Linked DNA regions of Sus scrofa: region 1 is linked to region 2. A link is a contact called in public HiChIP or PLAC-seq data. All regions are on one chromosome and are shown on one strand. The core of a region is the stretch at or near the end of the contact, and the rest is flanking DNA. Distances in the headings are between cores, read along the strand shown. Region 1 holds the start of CEP162 (centrosomal protein of 162 kDa). Region 2 holds the start of LOC100622980 (cytochrome b5 reductase 4).

What was found. HiChIP or PLAC-seq counts read pairs in DNA pulled down with a chosen protein or histone mark.
Region 1: a contact with region 2 is called in an H3K27ac HiChIP or PLAC-seq map of alveolar macrophages, with 4 times the contacts expected there. The contact joins the promoter of CEP162 here to the promoter of LOC100622980 in region 2. A contact is called at or near these places in 2 of 2 datasets of contacts at active chromatin or transcription factors (alveolar macrophages and skeletal muscle).

Annotation. Positions count from the first base shown.
Region 1 is chr1:53,437,580-53,443,795 of Sscrofa11.1, forward strand. CEP162 (centrosomal protein of 162 kDa) reads right to left here and starts at 4,880. Exons shown (of 28, transcript XM_013992659.2): 1 at 4,568-4,880; 2 at 3,189-3,304. The coding sequence starts at 3,245.
Region 2 is chr1:53,089,117-53,094,901 of Sscrofa11.1, forward strand. It overlaps LOC100622980 (cytochrome b5 reductase 4), which reads left to right and starts at 2,890. Exons shown (of 17, transcript XM_021089548.1): 1 at 2,890-3,048; 2 at 3,370-3,434.

The DNA of each region.
Region 1 (6,216 bases), core at 3,630-6,129, 350 kb after region 2:
ATTAAGTAAAGTTGCAGGATGCAAGATTAATACAGAAAAATCTGTTGCTTTTCTATAAACTAATAATGAACTATAAGAAAGATAAAGAAAACAATCCTGTTTAAAACTGCACAAGAGGGAGTTCCCTTCATGGCTCAGTGGTTAACGAACCTGACTAGGATCCATGAGGATGCAGGTTTGATCCCTGGCCTCGCTCAGCAGATTAAGGATCTGGCATTGCCAAGAGCTGTGGTGTAGGTGGCACACGTGGCTTGGATCCCGTGTGGCTGTGGCTGTGGTGTAGGGTGGCAGCTGCAGCTCTGATTCAACCCCTAGCCTGGAAACCTTCCATATGCTGTGGGTGGAGCCCTAAAAAGCAAAAAAAAAAAAAAAGAAAGAAAAAAGAAAGAAAATAAAACTGCATAAGAATAAAATACCTAGGAATAAACTTAACCAAGGAGATGAAGACTTATAGCCTGAAAACTATAAAACATTGATGAAGGAAACTGAAGACAATATGATGAAAACACACCCTATGTTCACTGATTGGAAGAATTAATACTGCTAAAATACCCACACTATCCAAAACAATCTACAGATTTAATGCAATCTCTATCAAAATATCCATGACATTTTTTCACAGAACTAGATGAAATAATCCTAAAAGTTTTACAAAACCACAAAAGACCCTGAATAGCCAAAGCAATCTTGAGAAAAAAGAGCAAAACTGAACATATTAGGCTCCCTGATTTCAGACTATACTGGAAAGCTACAACAATTACAACAGTGTGGTATTGACCCAGCATGGTATTGACTCACACATCCACAGAACAAAAGAAAGCCCAGAAATAAACCCATGCACTTATGGTCAGTTAGTCCACAACAAAGGAAGCAAGAATATACAATGGAGAAAAGACAATCTCTTCAATAAGTGGTGCAAGGAAAACTGGACAGCTATATGTATTAGAATAAAATTGGGGAGTTCCCTGGTGGCTCAGTGGATTAAGGATCTGGCATCGTCATTGCTGTGGCTTAGGTTCGATCCCTGATTCCAGAATTTCCACATGCTGCAGGCGTGGCCAAAAATAAAAATAAAATAAAAAAAAATTAGTCTTTAAAAAAATGAAATTAGAACATTTTTCTCATACCACATACAAAAATAAACTCAAAATGGATTAAAGACCTAAATGTAAGACCTGAAACCATACAACTCCTAGAAGAAAACATAGGCAGAACACTAATGTAAACTGGAGCAATATTTTTTGCATCTATCTCCTAAGATAAAGGAAACAAAAGGAAAAATAAACAAATGAGACCTAATCAAACTTAAAAGCTTTTGCCCAGTGAAGGTAACTATCAACAAAATGAAAAGATAATCTATGGAAACGGGAGAAAATATTTGCAAATTACCTGACCGACAAAGGATTAATACCCAAATACAGAAACAGGTGATACAACCCAGTATCAACCTCCCCCTCAAAAACCCAAACTGATTAAAAAATGGAAAGACCTGAAAAGACATTTTTCCAAAGAAAAATGGCCATGAAGAGATGCTCAATACTGCTAATCATCAGGGAAATGCAAATCAAAACCTCAGAGATATCACCTCACTTCTGTCAACATAGCTATAAGTAACAAATGCTAGCGAGGATTTGGAGAAAAGGGAACACTTGTACACTTATAGTGGGAATGTAAACTGATGGAGCAGTAATGAAAAACAGTATGGAGGTTCCTCAAAAAACTAACAAACAAACAAAAACCAACTAAAAACAGAACTATTACATGATCCATCAATTCCACTTCTGGGAAACATCCTAAGAAAACAAAAACACTAATTTGAAAAGATACATACACCCCAATGTTCAAAGCAGCATTATTTACAACAGTTAAGGTATAGAAGCCACCCAAAGGTCCATCAACAGATGAATGGATAAAGAAGATAGGGCACACTCACACATAAACACACACATGATGAAATATTACCTAACCATAAAAAGAATGAAACTTTGCCATTTGCAACATGGATGGACCTGGAGGGTATTGCGCTTAGTGAAATTAAGTCAGATAGAGAATGACTAACATTAATATAACAGGTATGTGGAATCCAAAAAATAAAACGAATGAATATAACAAAGCAGAAAAAGGCTACAAGGATATATTGTACAGCACAGGGAATATAGCCAGCATTTTATTATAACTTTAAATGGAGTATAATCTATAAAAATGTAGAATCACTATGATGTACACCTGAAACTAATATTACACTGTATATCGACAACAATTAAAAAGTACAACTGTCATGTCACAGACGTTCGTTCTTATAATGGGCCGTAGATAATAGAGCTTAACAAGTAAAATAATGAATGGTTCTAAGAGCTACACGGAGATTTAAGTACATGTTATACTAAGAAGGGACTTGATGGTTACTTTTTTACTGGATCAGCAGGAAAAAAAACCTCTCAGGTAGTAATTTTTTTTTTTTTTTTATTTTAAATGGCTGAACATGAGGCATATGGAAGTTCCCTGGGGCCAGGAATTGAATGTGAGCTGCAGCTAAGACCTATGCTGTAGTTGTGGTAATGCTGGACCCTTTTTAACCTACTGTGCTGGGACAGGGATTGAACCTGCACCTCTCCAGTGACCCCAGCTGCTGCAGCCAGGTTCTTAGTCCACTGTGCCTCAGCGGGAACTCCACGGATAGTAATTTTTAAGAAGAGAACAGGTAGAACAAAGCTCTTAATATGAAATGAGCTTTGCATATCTGCAGGAGAAAAAAATGCCACTACTTCATGCATAAGGCGGAAGAGTGGTATAAAATTAGGGAGGTGGACATGAGCAAAATCACCGGGGGCTTTGTAAACCACAGTAAGGAATTTGGATTCTATTCTTTATGTGATCGGAGGCCAACAGAGTGTTCTACATTGAAGAGGAACAGAGTCTGATTTTGCGACAGACCATGCTCACTGCAGTGTGGCAAAAGAATGCTGGGACTATGCTTGGGAACTGCTGCAGGAGCCTACGTTACATGATGGTGCCCTAGACTAGGAGGGTGGCAGTGAGCAGGGAGAGAACTAGAGGGATGATAAATACATTCTGGAGAGAGATGACAGAGCTTGGTGATAGACTGATTGTGTCTTAGAGGTGAAAGCACTGAAGAACAAGTTTCTTATGACAAATCCGAAAAACAACTTTAAAAAATTTACACTTACCTCTTTCATGAACTGTTCAAACTCTTCATCTAGCTCTTCTTTGGAAGAGTGGGCCATTATCAATAATTTTCACTTCCCAAAGTAAACATTCCAAAGTATGTACAATGTTGGAAACACTAAATGGCAAGAGATCATAAATATCCTTTAAGAAAATCCATATCACATCATAAAAACAGCCAGACTTGAACTTCAGACATTTCTCTAGCATATATACACAGATATTGATTAAGAAGCTGTACAGTGATTTCCAGTTCATTAATAAAACGACGTGGAAAATCAGCTTTCACAGTTTGCCTTGTACTTAGGATTCAAACCTACATTTTCATTCTTAACAACCAATTGTTAGAATAGCCTCCAAAACATTAAATCTTTGCACATTAGTGTGTCTGTTAAAAAGTGTAAATTAACAAGTCCCAAAGACCTGCTTCTCTTTTGCAAAGCCCAGGACAGAGTTTGTGCTGCCTTACCATTCAGCTAGCTATCAATTCATACTAAAAGTTGTAAAACAGACTGTTTGCTTATATGGGGACGTTTCCAGATACATATTTCTGGATTGACTTATTAAGATTTCGAATCTACCTAGAGTTCCGCTGTGGCACAGGGAGGTAAAGATCCAGTTTTGTCTCTGCAGCGGGTAAGGGTAAGGGTGGCTGCTGAGGAGTGGGTTCCATTACCCACCCACCGCGCCCCTCCCCCACTTACCCCTCCCGCCCCCACCTTACCCCTCCCGCCCCCAGCACAGTGAGTTAAGGATCCGAAGTTGCCCCAGCTGCAGCTGAGATTCCATTCCTGGCAGGGAACTTACATATGCCGCAGGTGCGGCCCCCCCCCCCAAAAAAAGGTAGATTGACTCCACATAAAACAAAGCTAAAGGAGTATTCAAATTAAAACAAGTTATGTTATTTTGAGGAAGGGAAAGTCAATTAAACTATGAAACGGTGACTTGCAACGCTAACTCCCCCGTCTCCCTAAAGACTCAAACTTCGGATCTGCGCCAGCTTCTGGGTTGTAACTCCTAGAGGCAGCTAAAATTCGGCTTCCTTTGGCAGAGGCGGTCTACGTAGACCTGGACAATACTTTGCCCAACCTGCACAATAACAGCCCCTCCCTCTAATTTGCATTTCTGTTCAGTTCAGAGTGGAGCTGGTTAAGGTCTTGGCCCCAGATTCTGGGTTAAAGGCGGATCCCACCCAAAGGGGCCCCGGCCCCGGCCCCGGGAAGCGCGGGTTCCAGAGTCAGCGGGAAGACAAAGACGCACCTGCAAGGGAGCCAGGGCGGAGAAGGGGAGTGACCCGAAACTAAAACCCTGAGAAGCAGGTCTGAGCACAGTCTTGGCCCTACTCAGCCGAGCTGGAAGGTAGCATTCACGCCTCACCTACCTTCGCCTCTGAATTCCGCGCTTTTCCGGAGGTCGACCGGGGCCCAGCAGTTGCCGGGGTAACAGACTTCAGCCGCCAGGTTTCAGGGTCACATGACCCAAACGTGTCACGTGGCTTGCGGCGCCAACTGAGAGCTGTTAGTGTGTTTTCCTCTGGGCCAGCGCAGGTTGGAGTGGCCGTGGCTCGGCCGAATAATCTGGCGGGTTAGGAGTCGTCGCTGCTGCAGCGCTAGAGACTCCTGGGCCCTCTCTGCGCTCCTTGGTTAGTGGATGCACGACGGGGTCACGAGAGCCGGAACAGGCGTGATGAGTGTGGCTGACCCACCCGTAGCTTCCTGGGAAATGTAGTTTAACTCCCTTGGTCCTTGTAGTTCCGCATTTCTCATCACTTCTCTTCCCCTCTTCCTAATCTTCCCCTCTCCTGTAGTTTCAGCTTTCTGCTCTCCAAGCGAAAGCCTAGAAAAAATTTAACTTATTGAGTGATTTCCTTTGCGTGCAAAGCTCTGTGTGGGCGTTGGGACACTCTAAGCTTTGCGGAAGAACTCTGTTGTCAGCCTAGGGACTCTGTTCCACCATCTAGTGGACAAGACTTGGAAAATACACAGAAACACCTTAAGCCCACAAACCCCCAAGCCCTAACCCATATTGGAGCATTTCTGTCGTTTCCCACTACCCCTCCAACCCCCACCTCCACCTCCATTCTATAGTGGCCTCTTACAATTACTTTCTTGAATTTTTTATTTTTGCTATTTCTTCCTCTGAAAAAATAAAAATAAAAACACAACATCCGTTAGAGTTTGACAGGACCCCATTTAGGATATTTAAAGTAAAATGGATAGCAGCTGAAAGTATTGACTAAAAAAAATATGTACACCTGAAAGTTGAGAGTTTCGTTTTATTTGGTGGACAAAACTGAGGACTTAATCCCAGGAGGCAGCATCTCAAGTAACCCTGGGAAAACTGCTCCAAGTGTTGGGGAAACTCAGCCACTGTCCATTGGTGCCTAATAAAAGCAGGGGGAGACAGAGATTGGGGTGAAGGAGGACAAAAAAAAAAGCTTTTATTGCTTTGCCAGGCAAAGGAGGCCATAGCAGGCTAATGCCTTAAAGATTGTGCCCTCCCTTGAAGAACAGTTGCGGCCGTTTAATAGTCTAAACAGAGAGAAACAAAATTTCAGGGAAGAATCAGGGTTGGGCAAAGATGCATTCTTGTTTCTTTGAGGGAATCGTCAAAGCTAGTGTCAGGAGAGCTCAGAATGATCCTGGTGGTGGTCTTCTAGGTTATAGCATCTTGATTTTCTCTAGAATAGCAATGCTCATGAAAAGGGTTATACTGATGAGCAACTAGAACAAACTAGAGAAGTTCCTGAAAAACATCAGATGCTAGAATCTTAGCTCAGAGGTGACTGTATTCAGGGTGCCTAATCAAGTGAGGGAGAAGCACAAGGAAAGGGCTCCAAACTTCAGTTTTAAGCTGTTCATTACCTAAAGGAGCATGAGGAATATAAACTTTTCTTTCAGGTGTACAAGATGCCTACATCTTAGGTGTGTTCTTTGAGGGGGAACCAGGACCCTGCCCCAAGTTTGCAGTATAGTTGCTTGAGAGTTCCTCCATTGTCTTTTCATCCCCTCCCTTCCCTGATTAGCAACT
Region 2 (5,785 bases), core at 1,640-4,139:
GGATCCACATCCATACTTTATGCAAAAGTCAACTCAAAGTGTGCTAAAGACTTAATTTAAGACTTGAAATCAAAAACATCCTTAACCCACTGAGCGAGGCCAGGGATCAAACCCACATCCTCATGGATACTAGTCAGGTTCTTTTTTTTTGCCTTTTTTAGGGATGCATCTGCAGTATATGGAAGGTTCCAGGCTAGGGGTCTAATGAGAGCTACAGCTGCTGGCCTATGCCACAGCCACAGCAGAGTGGGATCTGAGCCATGCCTGTGACCTGCACCACAGTTTACAGCAACTGCCAGATCCCTGGCGCACTGAATGAGGCCAGGGGTCGAACCTGCATCCTCATGGATACTAGTCGAATTTGTTTCTGCTGAGCCACAAAGGGAACTTCTCAGCTGGGTTCTTAACCCACAATGGGAACTCCTACTACATACTGATCTTGGCAATTATTTGTTTACTTAAAAATTAGACACCAAAAGCGAAGGCAACAAAATAAAAAATAAACAATTGGTGCTACATGAAACTAAAAAGCTTCTGAACAACAAATGAAGCCATCAATAAAATGAGCAGGCAACCTATGAAATGAGAGAAAATATTCCCAAATCTTACATCTGATAAGTGGTAAATATACAAAATATGTAAGGAACCCCTACAACTAAATAGGAAAACAAAAAACAAAACCATCTCTTTTAAAAAATGGGAAGGGGGGAGTTCCTGTCGTGGCGCAGTGGTTAACGAATCCGACTAGGAACCATGAGGTTGCGGGTTCGGTCCCTGCCCTTGCTCAGTGGTTTAAGGATCCGGTGTTGCCATGAGCTGTGGTGTAGGTTGCAGACCCGGCTCGGATCCTGCGTTGCTGTGGCTCTGGCGTAGGCTGGTGGCTACAGCTCCAATTAGACCCCTAGCCTGGGAACCTCCATATGCTGCGGGAGCGGCCCAAGAAATAGCAAATAGACAAAAAAAAAAAAAAAAAAAAAAAAATGGGTAGGGGAACTGAAGAGATGTTTTTCAAAAAAGATGCACAAATTGGTCAATGGGTACATGAAAATGTGCTCGATATCACTAGTCACCATGGATAAGAAAATCAAAACCATAAAGGGATATCATATCACACTAATAGAGTGGCTATGAACCAAAAGACAAAAGATAAATATGGCCCAGGATGAGGAAAACATGGAGCCCTGTACACTGCTGATGACAAAGTAAACTGCTGCAACCACTATGCAAAACAGTATGGAGGGTCCTCAGAATTTTAAAATTTAATTTAAATTTAAATTTTAAAATTTTAAAATTTATCCAAAGGAAGTTACTCATTTCTCATCTTTTGTGAGATGAGATAGGGATATAAATGTACAAGAAGGAGGGAAGGAAAGTAGGAAGGCCTGTTCTATAATATGTATCTATTAAAATATTGTATCTATTAAAATATTGTATCTATTAAAATAGTATATCATCTATAACAGGCTCCCATCTCCAAGAGCAGTGTGAAATGAAGTTGTGGATATAGTAAGACTTTTCAGCTTTTTCTTAATCCACAGACTCCTTTGACAGTTTAATTTTTTCACATTTCCTCCAGAGATTATCTTCAGGGGTCATCTTCTCTAACTTGAAGATGTTCAGCAATATCCCAACGACCAGAAATATTTTTATAACTATTTATATATTTATTTATTTATTTATTTATTTTTGTCTTTTTAGGGCCACCCTCGCCGCATATGGAGGTTCCCAGGCTAGGGGTAGAATTGAAGCTGCAGCCGTCAGCTTACACCACAGCCACAGCAGCGCCAGATCTGAGCTGTCTGTGAACTTCACCAAAGCTCACAGCAACACTGGATCCTTAACGCACTGACTGAGTGAGGCCAGGGATTGAACCTGAGTCCTCATAGATGCTAGCTAGCCAGATTCATTTCCGCTGAGCCACAATGGGAACTCCCATTTTTATAAATATTAAAAGATGTAGTTGATGATTTTAAAAAATTGGGTTTTAAGAATATTCCCTAAATAAAATTATTACTCTTCCATTTCAAATCCACAACCCCCAGACATTCTAACTTGGCCCTGCACTGGAGAGCCTTATGTCTGAAACCCCATGTGGTCACCTGCAGAGACCAGACAAGGGCAATAACTCTGGAACTGGGTGTGTGTTCCTGTTTCAGCTTTTGTCTTAAAATTATTACTTTGTTAAATTATAAAGAGTGAAAGACCATATTGTGCCTGCTTTTTTTTTATCCTGGACTCCAAGGCTAATTGTGAATTGTTTCAAATGCCCTTTGCTAGGTGAGAGATGTTCATAGTGTCTGCAGCCCTTGATTCCATGAACCAAGCCTAAAGATGTGGAGCAAAAAGATTTCAGGAGCTTCTCAGTCTACAGAAAACTGATTATCTCCAGCCAGTTCCATAGAAGGCCACTTTCAGGCACCAGATTTGGTTGTGCAGAGCTGGGTAACAGGAAGAGACCAGAAAAACTGAGACCAAGAGCTCAATTTGGTACCTGCATCGCAAATAATCTATCCCCAGGAGGCCAAGGGTTCTCAGAGCAGATCACTGTTCTGGCCACAGGCACATGTCAGAAATACGTGGATCCTTCTTCCGGACTCTTCACTCTATCCTGCCCATAAGCAGACACTTCAAAAAGCATTCACCAACGCAGTCCTGCTGCTTAGAAGCCTTTAGCGCATCCATTCCACAACAAACAAAACAAACAAAAACACTGAATGTCTTCTATCATCCACACCAAGCACTGTACAAGGATCTTTGGAGACACAAAGATGAAAAGACAGTGTTTTTCCTTCTGGAACTGATCTCGGGGGCCGCAGGGTGCAGCGGCTTGCAGCGGTATCTTAGTTCCATCCCTCCCTCCGGCGCCTCCCCAGCTCCTCCCCTCTGCTCTCCTGCCTCCTACACCCTCCCGGCCTTGGCTTGGCTGCGATAGGTTCTCCTGGGTCTGGGCTCACGGCTCCTCTGTGGGCCTTGTGTTCCCCACTTCGTAGACCCGCAGGCTTCTGGAGACCGTGGGTTGAAGACCTAGTCGAGAAGGAAGAAGATGCGGTGAGTGAGCCGCGCGTGAAGGGCAGCGCCTCCCAGGGACGCTGTTAATGGGCCAGCGCCTGGTACAGCGGGCCCCCAGGGAGACGTGCCTGGCCTGCCTCTTGCTTAAGATCGCGCCTGCTCTTAGCCGTTCCGCTGACCCTGTCGGTGCTGCTGCGGCGAATGCGGCCTCCAGAGCTCCTGGGACGCAGGGATCTAGCCGGGAGCGAGGCTGCTGAGAGCCCCGGGCTCACATTCCCCGCAGACGCGAGGAGTCCTTGGTCCCCCGGGCTTGCAGTTTTTAGGTGAGTGATAATACCATTCATTTCCTTACACCTCCAGGTGCCAGATGGCCCAGGAATAACGGATGCATCAGGAGAGCTTTCCCAATACAGACAGCCAGTCAGGTGAGTGCCGGGCCTCACCGCAAGTCTCTGCTCCTAAAGCCCCAGGGAAGAGCCTGTTCAGCATCTAGTCCTGAAGTTTTTCTCTCTTGGAAAACCTATCTTTAAGGTTTCTTTGTTTTCCTAGTCCCAGAGGTCCTTTATTCATCAAATTGAAAAATGCAGGAGCTCAAGCTCTCACCTGAAAGAACAGTTAATAAGCACACAATCAGTAAACTCTTAAAGAAGAGCGTTTATATTATGAAGAGGGAGAGTGGGTGGTATTAGTAAAAGAACAGTAACATCTTGTGCCTGCAAAACAATTTCTTTTTAATGCCAAAGGGTTCGAGTGAAATTGACTTCACACCAGGCTTATCCTCTTGCAAACCAGAAGGAGGAAGGGTGTCCACAATTTCAGTTTCCAGCAAATTGAACAAATTGAGCTTGGAATGTAAGAGAAAAATGGAAATGTGCTGAAGATCCTTAAAAGTACTCTGGATCAAAAAAGGGATCAAAAGTTATTTGACCTATCAATGAGGAGCTAGTGTACTGTTCTTAGACACAGGAAGTCAGCTTTTCTGCAAGACTTTTTTGTATCTTTAAAAATCAGTTAACTCTGCAGTTTGCCTGCTTCAGAAAAGCTATATAATGTTTGCAGAATGTGTATTTGTTTACAATAGCACATAGTAGTAAAAAATGCTGATTAATTTCCTACCCTGTGCTAGCACTAGTGAAGGATACAGAAAAAAAAAAAAAAAAAATCACAGCCTCTTGGAAGTGTTGCAATAGTTTCATTTGGTCAGTTTTGCAAATATGCACAGGCCGTGAAGTGCCCTGCCCTGCCAGAGGGAGTGGGGAAGGGTCAGGGAAGTGTGTATCATAGGTGTGATGACCTGGCTAAATCTTGAAGTTAGAGGGATGGTAGTTGGAGGACAAGGGGTGAGGGCAGAAGAAATAGCACAGAAAAAGAGAATGGCATGGTTCCTTCTGGGAGCATCAAGGAAATGGAATTTGAATGTGTGAAGCTGTGGTCATTCTGGCAGGGAAGCCAGAGGCTAGATGTTGTATACCTTGGTACAAGAGTTTTATCCTAAAGTGGTTTTGGGGGTTACTCAAAGGATTTTTATTTTTTTCCATTATAAATTGGTTTACAGTGATTCAAAGGATTTTAACCAGGAGAATAGTGTAATCAGATTTATGCTTCAGAAAAATCTCCAAGGACATGGTATATAGGCTTAGTTAGAACCCCCGAGTGAAAGTGGAAGTTATTGCAATTCAGGCAAGAAATGATAAAGAGCCATTCTAAAACACTGGAAGTCGGGATGGGACTGGATGAATTTGGGGAATACTTAGGTGACAAAATATTTTAGGCTTATAGTGTATTGGATATGGTAGGCAAAGAAGAGGTAGAAAGACAGAATGGCTCCCAAGTTGGTGGTTGATGACCAGGTGAATGCTCTACTCACAGCTTGGAAATTAAGGCTTAAAACAGGTCCCAGGAGCAAGATAATGAGTCAAATATTCCATTTGTCCTATGTCCAGTAGAGAGAGCTGCATACACAGGTCAGCAGATTTCTTAAGTGGAAATATAGACAGACCTGGGAGGCTTTGGTATATAAAGAGTTGAGAAAGTCATGGCATTGGGTCAGGTCATCTGAAAGAGTGAGAGAGGAGAGATGATCCCACTTGATCAAACATTGGGGAAGCCAACATCTAACCTGTATACAGAGAAAGAGAGGTCCATAAAGGTGATTGGAAGGGATCACTCAGCCATCTTTCAGGAAGAATTCAGGAAAATATGAAGTCCCTGGAAGAGAAATGGTCAGTGACAGATTCTGGGGGAGAGAGAATGTGGTAACAATAAACAGTCTTTGGCAGTTCTAGTTACATTAGGAAATCAATTGCTTCCTAAATAAGCAATTCCTTTCTTTTCTGAACTGCTGTAGAAGTATCTTTGTAGTTCTCTTAAGTTTTATTAAGTTCTACCTTGAGTGGTATCATGTATTTCTGATTCTTTTTACTCAATTACCAACTTCTTGAGGGTAGGGACCATGATTTATTCATCTTCGAATTATGCATTATGTTTGGACAGGAGATCACTAAAATATTTATTGAATGACTGAATTACCGATAGTTGCTTATTTAGGCCCCAAATTTATAAACTTAAAAAAAAATTTGGCTAGAAACATTCATAAACTACATTGCTTACTTTTTTGCCTTTTAAAATAGAGTTATTGAACATAATGTAATCTCTTTGTTAGAATCAATTTAACAAATGGGTATGTGGAGCTATTTATTGTACACTAAAATGACTGCTCTGTAGTTGGTGATTCAGCCTTGTCCTTATTTTCCTTGGATGAAAAATAATACAAGAT